3 separate regions of the Zea mays genome follow, and regions 1 and 3 are each linked to region 2. Evidence: chromatin contacts called from public Hi-C data. All regions are on one chromosome and are shown on one strand. The core of a region is the stretch at or near the end of the contact, and the rest is flanking DNA. Distances in the headings are between cores, read along the strand shown.

Region 1 (4,643 bases), core at 415-2,914, 270 kb after region 2:
AGTCTCTTGCCTCGCTTTACAATCAAAGAGAATGGAGAAGGGAGTGAGAATGAAAACTCGAATCAAGATCACAAGAACTCACAACTCTCAAATGTGCAAACAACTAAGTCTCTCAAACTCAAATCGATCTAATGCGGCGCGGGAATAGCTTTGGAAGCTTGGAGATTTGCACTTAATGTGTAGTAGGTTGGAGCGAATCTTGTGTTATCAATGTGTTGGTTGGGGGTATTCACCAAAAGAGCCGTTGGAGAAAAGTTGAATTTTCTGCTCTATCGGATGGTGCATCGGACCCCCTACCCTTGTCAGTCTGCGCCCGCAGGTTACTGTTGAAGGTTGTCAGCCGACCATTGGCTTCTGTCACACTGTCCGGTGCGCGACCGGTGCGCTAGCCTGAAACTGTTGAATTATGTGCTCCCTGCATACAAGGTCCGGATAGCCGTCGAACCGGTATGGTGCGCCAGCTAGTTTTAGGCTAAGTCTGAGTCTTCTGCTTGGACGGTTCAGTGCACTATTGGACCGGTCCGATGCCCTAGCCAGTAGACCAGTTTCCCTCTTTTTGTCCAAATTTTCTTCAATTCCTTTTGACTGATCTTAAGGGGTGCTCCTATGACTTGGACAAACTTATCTAGTGAAAATCCAACTAGTCTAAGTCATAAATCTTGAACTTTTTGTTTTCTCCAACTTAGAATTTTGTTTCTGCTTAAACTAGCTCCAAAAGAGTGTTTCGTTGTCTTAGGTGTATCAAACAGGTTACTGGGGTGTTTACAATTTATCTAAGGGAGCTAGGAAAAGTTCCTCTATTCCAAGTTATATCCCTTTTTGGTTGGTTATAAAATGTTTCTGACTTAGAATCTATTTTGAAACTTATGCATCATCAAAGGCTAGGCAAATTAGTTAGCCCACGGTCTAATGACAGCGCGAAGGTGGGTGGGCCTGTGGGCTGCCGGCCTGCTCGGAAACGGAAACTGGAGCCACGGCCGGACCATCAGACAGCGTGAATAGCCTGCTGGTTCCTATAAAAACAATTCAGCTGGTACTGGAGACTGGAGGCTGGAGCAGTCGAACACCCAAAAAAAATTAGGAAACCAGTCGAGCAGACATATGCATATCCATGAATGGAGTCTGGAGCAAATATGAATAGTATTTTGTTCCGGATTAGAGCGCAGGCGCAACCGCGCAACGACGAACGAAATGTACAGGTCGCACAAGCATAGTACGGGGTGCAGGAGCAGGACTCGCTCGATCACTGGCACTGCTCAGGAGAAAGACATGGAAGCAGGCAGGAAGCTAGGCGGAGAAGAGGCCGTCGGCAGCGGCCAGCGCGAGCCCGGTCTTGGGCTCCAGCTGCACCGCGACGGTGAATCTGACCCCGGACGCGGCGGCGGAGGCGGACTCCACCCACGAGCTCCACACCTTGGCCACGGCCCCGAAGTTCCTTGTCTCGCCGCCGCTCCCGCTGCTGCTGCCGCTGTCCCCGCCGGGGGCGCCTCGCCTTGCCGTCTTCTCGAACTGCTCCGCCACCAGCAACGCGATGTCCGCCATCCTCTCTCTCGTATCTGCTGGGCTCGCTGACGACGATCTCACTCTGCTCTTGTCGGTTGTTGCTCTGCTCTAGTGCTCTGGTGACTGTGGAATGGATGCTGTCTGTGAAACTGCGATGGCCGATGATCGGGGTCGGATGGGCTTGTGTGGCATATATATAGCCCCGCGCCGCGCCTGGGTCGGTTCGGTGGTGATTGGTGAACAGTACGTCAGGCGCTTGGGTCTGCTCGAGCTCCGGATAAGCATCGCGCGTTGCCTTTTTCAATTCTGCTGCCGCGTCGACGGTTTGGTCCGTCGCTGGTTTCGTTTCTTCGCTTGATGGCGAACCCTGTCTCTTTCTGTGGTCTTAATCCCCGTGGGCCGGCGTGTTGCACGTTCTCTAGCAGTACCAGCACGTCCTGTCTCGATGATTTTTTATTACAATATATTAATTATTGTTACATACATTCAAACAAGTCTGGCTGTCTATAGATTGCCGATGGTTTTGTGGATGTTCTGCTAATCTACTGTGATGCAAGCAAACACGCTGATGACATCACTATTTGTTTAGCGTTTTAATAATCTTAAATATACAAAAAAAAACTGAAACAAAAAGTTGTAGATGTTACTGAACATATAGAAAAATATCCTTATCTGACACCATAAAAACACTTGATTTTATAAGTCAAGAAGCCCTTAGGTGCGCTAGTGTAGCAGTTGCACCGACCAGAGCCACGCCACCCCACGCCGTACCTTGTGCTTCAATCAATCACAAACAAGGTACTACGCGCTGGTATCCTAGAGGGTCGGGGTTGTTTGTTTCGAATTAAAGTTGGTTCTTTAAAGCTGATACAGATTAAAGCTAAACGAATATACTTTATTATTTTTTTTAAACACCGGTCCATCGCGGATGATATATATCCCTATCTTAGCTGACTCATGGTTGTCCCATATCTTAGCTGACTCATGGTTGTCCTTGCCTCCTTCAACAGGCGTGACCTGAACCTCATACGTGCACGCCAGAGCAAGATCAACACTCTCTCTACTCTGGTCTGGGGGTCGGAATTAAGATCATAATGAGTGGGATTGAGGGAGACTAAATCATTTCCAAGTTAAAGTACTCTTCGATCCATGTGATTTACGGCTGAAACGAAGGCCTCAGTAATCTCCAATGTACACCGAAGCACGGGTCGCCGTGACGCTGCCCTTCCCTGTAATAAACACACACACACACACAGAGAAAATGAAGCCCAGGAAATCACTCCCCATTGGTACAGCTCGCAAGTCAACGTTTCATAAGACCTGGTACTCACATACAACGAAGATCCCGACACATGTCTTCAGATGGCGTTACAAATTCACCGGAGCAACATCAGGTCATAGTTATACATTCCTAATTTTCTACAAGTATCAAACATGAGACGTACAAACTCTTCGGCGTGTTGCCTGTAGGCTTCACTCCCCTTCACCTACGGATCGCTGCAAAGGATTTCGGTGAAGACGGAGAGTGCATCCTGCAGGTACGACGACCTGCTCTCGTCTGGAACTGGAGCGTTGAGCATCGTCAGAAGACACCCCATGGGTAGGTTCAGCGTCTCGCTTGGGGTGTCCACCAGAAGCGCGCATAGCTCCTCTGCCATCTTCGAGTAGCATGCCCTGTCAGCAAGCCCAGTGAGAGAATACTCCGAATATAAACCTAAACAAGAATGCTTCAGAATTCCAAATGGTGCTAATCAGCTGGGATTTGAACAATTTAACATAACAGCGAAGTTCCTCATGTAGTTCAGGTTTGCTATTTGCACCAGCTCATTATAATCCAGTGGGCCAACTCCATCAAAACATGGTACAGAAGGACATGGTTTCAGATAGTGGATGTGGATCAGTCACATACTGTAGAAGAGTGTTACCTTGACTCAACAGGTAATTTGCTTCCCCAGACTAACAACGATTCGTTTAATCGACCAAAGAAACTTCTGCATGATTCACTCATCTCCTCGAGTGAATCCTGAAACCAAAAAAAAAAGTAATGCTGATCTCAGTCACAGATCTACAAGGAAATGCTTGTGAGTTTGTCTCTGAAGTAAGGGCTTGTACGGTTGTACCGAATCATCCATGGCATTTCTTTCTTGCATTGAGTTCTTCAGAACGTAGAAGTCTATGTATATTCCGGCACCAAGGTCCCAGTCAGCAATTTCATACTTGTGGTTCTCCAAGGCACTTGTGATCCTCCAGACCTCCTGATGGTTAGCTGAGCCAAAATAACAACGAATGAAGTGACTGCGTATTCATACCAAGAATGCCATGTTTATTAAAAAAAGATAAATGAAAAATACAAGTCCAGCAAGCATATAGGAGGAAAAGAATATATTGTTTGAACAGACTCATCGTGAGGTTTCTAGGAAATACGTGCAGCTGTATATTTATGCACAGCAAAAGCAATATGTTTCAATCATGGTGAAAAAAAAGGCAATACATTTACCAAATAAAGAAATTCATTGAAAAAATGTTTAGGGCACTGTAAGCAAAACTTACATGACAGAAACATAGAATGAGCAACAGAAGTCACGAAAATAGTGTGAGCTTTCTTCCAGTTGCCACACTGAATCAAATTCTCCAGTGCACCCTGTTTATCTCCATAGTATTCGTGATAAAGAGCCTGTATATAGAGCTCATTAGCTACACATGCTTCATGTGTAATAATTTTCATGCACTGGCATTATAAACCATTTGCAAAGCATATTACTAAAGAAATTTCTACTCACCAGAGCTTCATGCATCCATTCTTCTGGTATACCAAGTTCTACAATGTATTGCCTTTGAGCATCATCTCTACTCCATGACTCACAATACTGTGATAAAACTTCCCTGATTAATTTCTCATGAATGTATGGGGCATCGTCAAGATACGGCATGTGCAGAATGACATAGATAGCCCAATGGCACCTCCCAAGACAAAGCAATTGATAAACAAAACTTAAATCTAGCAAGTGAAGATCTTTTGAACTGAAAGCTCCAACAGCCTCCAAAATTGAACGCTGATGCCATATGAAATGATAATCCAAGGGGTCGAATGAAGATGAGAATGCACTGAACATAGTCTTTAGCAGCCCAAACTTCTCGTC
Region 2 (4,771 bases), core at 617-3,116:
AAAAAGTTAGTATTAGAATTAGCTAGCTAACAAATAGTTGAATAATTACTAGCTGATTTGCTAAAAGTAGTTAATAGTTGAACCATTAACTGGGTCATTCAGATGCATACAACTAAACCTTCAAATATCTGAACTCGGAGACGTGTGTGTTCTCATTGATCGTTTTGCATTGTCATTGGGCTTGAAGTTTTCCGGTCCAAATCTAGAGGAGGGCCTTCGTTGTTGGGCCAGTCCGTGAGTTTGTAGGACCGACTGGGGGCTGGTACAGGGGAAAGGAGCCCAGAAAGCTATGCGCGAAGCTCTTGGCCTTTGGAAAGACGTCGCCGGGAACATGGGGAAGCGGGGGGAACGGCGAGGTGGCCGCGCCGCGCCGCCGCGGGAGCACGCGCGATTGCAAAGGGTAAAAGCTGCTGACGAAGCCGACTTGCAAGTGACAGATTCGAACTCTGTACGTGGTGACAGGATTCGAATTTGTCTTGGTGGTCATTTTTCACCCCGTCTCGAAAAGGGGGGGCTGTCTGTGTCTTGCGAGTTGCGGGTCGTACGAATTTCTCCACATGATCGATCTGACGAGATTTTCCTTATTTGTCCGTCCATACGCGTTATTACCATTTTTTTAGTAGTGTACACATCTGTATTCACATTATCACATAGCCCCTACCATCTGCCAGTAGATTAGCATTGCCGACACACGCGAATATATACTAGTACGGTTATGTCGTCGGTCGAGAACATGGATAAGGTTCCCCGTTCGAGATTATTAGCGTAAAGCAGGGGACTGTGGACGGATCATTACATTTCGTCGTACCCATAAAAAAAACCTAATCCCATGCAACATAGCACTAGCTAGCTATGGTTTATGGTACAACTATAATAGTGGATATGGATCAAGCAGAGGGCCACACTGAGCTAGCCTTTTGCAATTATATACTACTACTAGTGTGTATATATATTATATGCCTTCTAGAACGTTCTAATTGGCCAAAGCACAATAGTAGGCTTTGAAAGTTCAAAAGGCCCGTTGCCTCCGTGTAGCTAGCTGGTGCCGTGCCGTGGCGTCACGTGTACGGAGTAGTGCTTGGTTTCCCCGGCCAGTCGTGGTTAAACTTGTGGTAATGCGTGATTACGACTTAATCGTACAATGAATGATGAGCTGAGCTGCATGGAGCCCAGTTGACTTGGTCCCCGGCTACATATTGTTTTTTCAAGCGCGGACGGCGACAACCAGCAGATGGGAATGCAATGGGTCACGTCAAAAGCCCTGTTGCGTGGTGCGGTGGCAGAGTAAAATAGGAGATAGCTACCGTGGCGGGCTGATCGAAATTCCTGGCGGATACAGACTCCGCACGGTCAGCGACCGATAGAAGGCGGCGGCGACAACGACCACGACACCGGCGTGTCGGAGTCGACAGACAGGATGCACACCGCGTGACGATCTGATTGGAACAGCGGCAGCACAGATCGATGAAGAACCGGCGGCGGCGGCGACGGAGAAATAGACTGTTGTGTTTAAACCCTAACTCTAGATAACAATTGTTAGGATCACATGTGAAAAAGTGGGATACAAAGTTTAACGTGAAAAAAAAATATGGAGGAGAAAAAAAAAACTCACGGGAAGTACTGAGTATAAAGGAGACATATTTATATAGACAAATAAGATAAAGATAGGGTTACATATTCTTATTTAACAAAGCAAAGAATATAGATATAGAGTCATATAAAATGTATATATATTATATGCCTTCTAGAACGTTCTAATTGGCCAAAGCAGAATAGTGAGCTTTGAAAGCTCAAAAGGCCCGTTGCCTCCGTGGAGCTTTGAAAGCAAGGAAAACGATTTTGAATCAGCTCTCATTTCTTCAAATACTAAATTACCGTCAAGTCTTTGAATCAGCATCTACGCATTGTATCTTCCATCCATTATTAAAAGGAAAAGGTCTGTGTCAGTCTAGTTGATCTCTAGTCATTAAATGAAAGCTCGTGTGAGTTTAGTTGATCTTGCATTGGTGGTGGACGTACTGGTGGCTGATGGAGTAGGAATCAGGGAAGCAATGCGAGTGCGAGAGAGTGAGAGGGAGGAGCGAAGGTCGGAAAGAGTTGGCAGCAGGGGCTGCCGGAAGGGGAACATGCATGCTCCCTCCTCAACTCGCAGGTCATCCTTCCTTCCTCGCTGACTCGCCTCTCTCCAGTCCACCGCGGCGTTTCTTGGTTCTTCTGGACGATTTTGTGGTGGATCTGTTGACTGGTTTCTTGGTTGCTCGGCTGTTTTTTCTTTTTTGAGTTGATATAGGCGCGTTTCTGGGTACAGGTGAGATGGTGGCTCCAGCATATGCTCTGTGCTAATGCCGGATTTGTACTGACCAGTGTTTATGTTTGGACAGTGTGAGCCGAAAAACCCTAAACAAGATGCTGCTCGATTAGTTAATTTTTTTGTTTTCTTCGCGAGATGTTTGTACTTTATTTTTAGCAGTTCAGTTTCATGCAGCTAGAATCCTAACACCTATTAATTGTATCCTTCCGCAGAAAATGGGACGACGATAATGGTCGAGTTTTGTCATCAGACGCCCGATCACGACTCCCCGGCTACCCAATCAACCAGTGAGAGCCATCAACAAGTGTGTGCTAGCTGGGATGAGCGAAGGAAGCCAGGCTACGCGCATCCAAAGCCTGACCGTACTCTAGAGGTGCAGTGGATTCTTTTACATATGGTTTCGGTGATTGGCGGAACTCATTTGATTTGAGTGATGGCAGACTGCATCAATCATCCGGTGGCAGGCCGGCCACGCACAGCGCACCGGCAACGGCAACGGCACGCCGCAGTCCAAGCCTCGCAAGGAGGCCCAGCGCCATCCATTTCGGTGGGCACGGCGGCCGCCCACTGGTTTCGGTGTCGCTGTCGGTCTGCGCCGTCTCCCCTCCCTGTCGTCGACGTCAGTTCGCTGCCTGTCTCGAGAACGCGGGGGGGGAAGGGGAATGGAATCCACCACTCCAGCAGGCATTGGAAGCTTCCTCTCTCCTCCGGCGACGCGTCCGGACTCTTGAGTCTGAGGGGGCCCAAGCAACGGATATATCTCAAATCTGTGCCGATGGATGAAGGGAAAACTCCAAATTATTGCTCGGGTTTGGGAGATGTCCTGCTATGCTGTGCTGGCGCACCTCTGGAACCACAGGCCGCCTGCAATGCAACCGTGCCTTGCAAGGCTTCTGGCCGGGCTGGCTACAACGAGACATGCTGTCTCTAGAGCTGCAGGGTTAAAGGCGCACGATAAATGGATCGTCGTTTATTATATAATATAATGGTGTGATGTGTTTGTAATGGCATAACATCTTCATGCCCCTTCCTCCAGTGATGTCCTTGAATAAACATGGAAACAAAAGAGAAGAAAATAATGCATGGTTCAAGGTTATGTTTGGTGGCACGCGGATGCGGTCGAGCCTTCATCTTCAAAAGGTACACGTACACCAGAAGTGCAGCTAGAAGAAAGATCCGATCAGACTACTTACTGGTAGCTAACTAGCTACGTTTGACTTAAGGCAACGACGACACTAGAAATTGGTCAGAGTCGAAATCCGATTTGCTCGGTGCTTCGACTTCGAGTCTCTACACGAACTGGTTTTCCATAGGGTTATTATTCAACGATGCATATGTACTCCGTTAGCTTTGCTGATGGTAAGTGAGCTGATGCATACGCAAGGAGCAGCGGCGAACGTCTCCTGATGCTGTGCTGATGCTAGCACAACAACTACTATATTTTCCGCTGTGAAGTGAACTCCAATAGTACACCTCCGTGTAAAGAAGTCGTTGCAAGTTTGCAGAGGCTTCCGCTCTCCAGTCTCCCCGGGCTCGGGCTGGCAGGCAGAGCAGAGCTAAGCAAAAGAAAGTTCCACGCGGGAGGTGGGAAACCGGCTGATGCCGGGGGATCCGAACAACGTCAGTCAACCAGTATAGGTGTCAGTAGTGCTGGAAATATAGACGGGTATTTTTTAGTCCAACACTAGCATGAGGAGCCCAATACACGATCCGACACAAATAATATGGATCAGGCTTAAATACAGGTCTAGGTCATGCCTCAAATTTCGGATATTTGGGCCCCAGCACATCACTCACATAAGGTCTCGTTCGTTTCGGGCTCATCCGGCCGTTCCAGTCCTCGTTCCGGCTGGAAAAACTATCCAGTTTGGAATCCAAGCCTGAACTATTTGTTTCAACCCGAAATAAAAACAAATGCAATCTGGTTTAAGTTTTCCCTTCTTTTATGACTCGGTAGAAATCCGATTCTCTTACCACCTGGATCAAATTCTAGGCTGAATTGAGTGGTCCGCTGCTTTCTGGCCTTGCAACCGTTTCCGGCCTGAAGCCTTTCCGGGCAAAATATGATCTGCGCAGCGTGCTGCATGTATGAATGCCCGCCAGCCGCCGCGGAGCTCACGATCGCGGGGATGGGACTGGAACTGGACTATGGGAGCGAGGAATTGGGGTGGTGGGGCCTAATGATTTGATTGCTTCCCCCCAACCTCAACCCCAATCGTCGTGATACAGTACAACACAACAAAACGAAGTACGACCGGACGACCAGACACTGGTCAACACACCTGTTCCCCGGAACAAACACGCGCGATTGGGTTCGCGGCAGTGCTGCTGCTGATGCCCCCCGTCCAGTCCATGGCTCCATTTATTTATTTTTTTTTGTGCGCCGATCGCTCGCTGTCCCTGCGCTGCGCCGCGCAGGCAATCAGATTGGAATTCGGCCGCCTGCTCGCACGACAAAAG
Region 3 (4,238 bases), core at 567-3,066, 430 kb after region 2:
GAGATGGCAATGGATATGTCCGTGTATTGGCCGTGGACATAGAATCTTATCTATATATGTATCCGTGTGTGTAATTTTATCCGATTATCCGTACCGCTACAAAAGTCTACAATACTAAATTGCCAATCCCTACAAATTATTAAAGAAACACATAAAAAATAAGTTCAACTTAAAATATAATAAACCATATGGTATAGATAAACAAACAACAACAACCGGAAAAAATATTTTGTGTGTGTCAGAGATAAGAGTGTGATCAAGCTAGCTGGAACAAAACTTGCAAGCAGAGCAGCAGCAGCAGCAGCAGCTCCCTTTATTCCGCTGCCTCCGACTTCTAGATAGCTTAGTTACATTTTCCTGACGGCACGATTCTTTTATCCTTCCATTTTTCTTTTCTTTCTATACTAAACGCAATCATGCCTTTTGTTTCCGCTCGTGCAGAGACATGCGAGATTTGTTTTGTTTTTTTTATCGTGTTGTCAGCCATTGACCGGGTCCGGTCGACGAGGATTTGTTTGGTGCTCTGAATGTGTACTATCTGCTTCTGCTCCCTAAAATTTGCGGCTTTCTCTGGCTGTCGTCTGCTCTGCTGTAGCCTGTAGGGAGCATAGCTCGTCGGATGAGAACACTGCTGCAGTCTTTGCATAGGCAGGACTTGACTCGGACGTGGGGGTCTGTGGATCGGGTTTGTATTGATTCCTGCTGTTCCCCCATGACTCGACATGCATGAACCAAATTCAATGCAAGTAGCAGGACCTGGCGATCAGTTCATGCATGCATTTTGTGAAACTGATCGAAACCCGTCGTAGTAATTGTGGACGCAGTAATTGTGTTTAGGATGCATGCGGCAGCGGTGCTGCTAGGGCACCATGGGAGCGTCCCTGACTCTGACTGAGACTCTCTGAATTGTTCATTGCCCGCTGCCCAGTGCCCACACGCCCAACAGCCCAAGCACTTCCACTGCTCTATAAAGTAGTCACCGCAAGGACAGCGGACAGTGCAGACATCAGTCGGTACGTGTACACATGCGATGCATCTGGATCCATTCGCCGTCACCGCCCGTGGAAAACCGAGGCGGCGGCTGGCTGGCTGGCCGGGGCCGGCCGGCGCTCAGGGAAAGCTAGGACCGCGTGCAGTACATTGTAGTAAAGGTCAACGACTAACACCGGAATAGAAACAAATAAAAAATGATCGCCGTACAAACAATGCTAGTACATGTCTACGGCGTACACTACATTAAGGTGGATTAAGGTGTAAATCAATTTAAATTATACTTCAATCCAATTTAATACATATGGATTAAACTCAATACTAAAATAGCCAAACTAGGCTAGCATATTGGAGCTGGAGTGATTTGCAGGATATGGAAGGAAGTTCCACATTTTCGGTCGTTCACAACAAAAAAAACCTGATTCCGACATACATCCACTATTCTCGAACGATAAACAATTTGAGCGTCCACGTACGTCGTTCTGGACAAAATATCAATTCGGCTATGAGCATGACTTACTTGTTGAGGAGGTCCAAAACCACGCAGTTTTTATCCAAGATCTAGCTAGGAGCGAGCGCCTCTTTGCTGCTTTGGTAAAGTTCAGTTCAGACCAAGACTGGTGCTACAGATCGTGAAAGCTACCCTGCAACTGCCACCACCTCTGTGCAGTGCAATCCACCACTGCTACCGAAAGGGCATCTGCACAAGCATCCTTCTTTCTCAAGGGTATATACGTAAATCCCTACTCCCAGACTCCGGAGCGTAGCGTGCAGTGCAGCGCACAAGACAAGAGGGGAGGGAAAAGCCAAAGAAGCCACCGCTTCCCTTCCGCGGCTTCCACACCACCTTAGCTCGGCCGGTGGCGGTCTGCTTCCGACCGTCCGCCGGTTTGCTTGCTTGCTTGCTTCATCTGCCTCCGCCGCACCTCGCCTCCGTCCAGCCAGCCAGCCAGCGCCAAGTCAAGCGATCCGGCCGCACCCAGCCTCGACCTACCCGGCCGACCCGTGAGGGCGGTGTGTTTGCCCTTCAACGGCCTCGCCTCGCCTCGAGGTGTGAGCTCCTCCGACATCTGCTGCGGCGCCGCCGTTTCTGCAAGCAGGGTTATCTTCCCTTCTCGCCGCCAGGAGTGAGTCTGTGAGTGGGTCGTCACTGGGCGGGGCTCTTCCACCACCTGCAGGGAGAAGGGAAAAAAAAGGGCAGCAGCTTGGATTCTTGCTAGGGGGGCGCGGTTGGTCAGCTCGAGAGAGAAGCTGACCGGGTTTGGGCGTCGAGATTTCGATTGACTTTTGAGGTACCCGGGGTATAGTCTACAATACAGGTTGCTTCTTCTTGCACGCTGCTTTCTTGGCTCTGTGGCTACCGACCTTGCTGGCTTTCCCTCCCGAATTAGCGGCTGAGCTCCATCCAGACCTTGCAAAGATTGGACCTTTGGGGGGCGGTTCGCTCACTCCTAGCTTGCCTCGCTGGCTGGTCTTTGAGCTTCTCGTGCTACGAGCCAAGGGAGGCCATCTTTTCCTGCTCGGTTCTGTCGTGCAAACGGGAAAGATTGAGCTGATCTGCTGCTAGCTGGGGATCCTGCAGAGGCTACCGCGTTCTTCTTGTCTGGAGTGCACAGTGCATGGGCAGTGGGTGAACTGGTAGAGAGCAAGATGGGGAATTGCATCGACACCACGGCGCGGGTAGATCACAGCATGAACAATGCTGCCTGTGAGTGCCCTGCTTCTCTTTCTAGAGTTATTTCGCTCCATACTTGTCCAGTTTTTTTTCCTTTTATCGACTGGACTGCTATGTCTTATTCAGTGAATTTTAGATCGGCATGCTATTTCGGTCTGGAGTTCTTGTTTTTAGCAGTTAGTTAGCACCTTCTTTCCTACTTTAGTTCCTCTTTGTTACTTCTGTCGGATAAGACAGAGATAGGGTTTAAAGGCAACAGTCGGGAACTTTTTGTGCCTAAATATAGTCACGGCACTTTCACAGGCATCATTTGCAAATCTGAACACTAGGCTTGATATTACTTTGTTTTCATGTTAACAAACGGAAGAGGTTATTGTGGATCCAGTAGGAATTCTGTGACATAGTTCTACTCCTTCGAATGGCACGCAGTAGGTTCACAAATTTGGTAGAGGCCCAGTTAGGGAAGTACTTCCACATATGATCAGCCTGGAAGGCTGGAGCATTGTTTGCTCTCAAATTGACAGCTTAATACAATACCAGACAATTACTTAATTGTTGTAATGTTGGTACCAGACTTCACGAGTATATATATGACACCTTCATAATCGTTAACACTGTTGATACCATATGAAGTTCTTCTCATGCATATTTTTTCTTGGCTTCTTGTTGAGAGATCAGACCCATCAAAAGTGACCAGCAAGACAAGTTTGTCGTCAGTCCCTTCCACAATTAAGAGCAACTCAAGTCGTTCAACACTGACTCTTCCATCAATGAGAGATCGAAATGAGCTTCCTACTCCTCGGACAGAAGGTGAAATATTGTCATCTTCTAATTTGAAGGCATTCACGTTCAATGATCTAAAAAATGCAACCAAGAACTTCCGACCGGACAGCCTTCTTGGGGAAGGAGGGTTTGGGCATGTCTACAAAGGTTGGATTGATGAGCACACGCTTGCTCCTTCAAGACCTGGGAGTGGTATGGTTGTTGCTGTGAAGAAGCTTAAACCGGAAGGTTTTCAAGGACACAAGGAATGGCTGGTAGGCTTGGAGCTCTTCTACATTTTCCCTGCTCCTAGGACATCTGTCATTGTTCATGAATCATGACTGTTCTTCCCTTTTTTTTTTGCTGCTGCAGACAGAGGTTGATTACCTTGGCCAACTTCACCACAAGAATCTTGTTAAGCTCATTGGTTATTGCTCAGATGGTGACAACCGGCTTCTGGTGTATGAATTTATGCCCAAGGGAAGTTTGGAGAACCATCTGTTTAGAAGTGTGTGCTTCATCTCTATGGCTCTGCTTTGTTAACACCTAGTTTCTTATAACTTTCTTGTTCATTCCCTTTAACAATGCAATATTTCTCCTATTTAGGAGGCGCTGATCCTTTGTCATGGGCAATAAGGCTCAAAGTTGCCATTGGAGCTGCTAGGGGCTTGTCATTTTTACATGATGCTGAAAACCAAGTCATATATCGTGATTTCAAGGCATCAAACATTCTTCTCGATTCGGTAAGCTTAATTAGGAATTCAAGACATCCAGCTCTGATTGCCGACCATGTCTGCCTTGTAGAATGGTC

The links. Hi-C and Micro-C count contacts between places; a contact is called where the count stands out from the background.
Region 1: a Hi-C map of tassel shows a contact between it and region 2, with 3 times the contacts expected there. The contact joins the promoter of LOC100276002 here to the promoter of LOC109942349 in region 2. A contact is called at or near these places in 5 of 25 Hi-C or Micro-C datasets (bundle sheath, ear, leaf and 2 more).
Region 3: a Hi-C map of ear shows a contact between it and region 2, with 2.5 times the contacts expected there. The contact joins the promoter of LOC100191980 here to the promoter of LOC109942349 in region 2. A contact is called at or near these places in 3 of 25 Hi-C or Micro-C datasets (bundle sheath, ear and leaf mesophyll).

The regions. Positions count from the first base shown.
Region 1 is chr9:157,561,418-157,566,060 of Zm-B73-REFERENCE-NAM-5.0, forward strand. It overlaps LOC100276002, which reads right to left and starts at 1,665. Exons shown (of 1, transcript NM_001329204.1): 1 at 1,124-1,665. The coding sequence starts at 1,542. The coding sequence ends at 1,288. LOC103639534 (nuclear pore complex protein NUP96) reads right to left here. Exons shown (of 6, transcript XM_008662276.3): 2 at 4,284-4,643; 3 at 4,054-4,177; 4 at 3,624-3,769; 5 at 3,429-3,526; 6 at 2,766-3,177. The coding sequence ends at 2,991.
Region 2 is chr9:157,290,930-157,295,700 of Zm-B73-REFERENCE-NAM-5.0, forward strand. It overlaps LOC109942349, which reads left to right and starts at 1,867. Exons shown (of 3, transcript XM_020544288.2): 1 at 1,867-2,152; 2 at 2,524-2,684; 3 at 2,752-3,543. The coding sequence starts at 2,131. The coding sequence ends at 3,042.
Region 3 is chr9:157,716,404-157,720,641 of Zm-B73-REFERENCE-NAM-5.0, forward strand. LOC100191980 reads left to right here and starts at 1,817. Exons shown (of 6, transcript NM_001137404.2): 1 at 1,817-2,698; 2 at 3,344-3,702; 3 at 3,800-3,935; 4 at 4,034-4,170. The coding sequence starts at 2,641.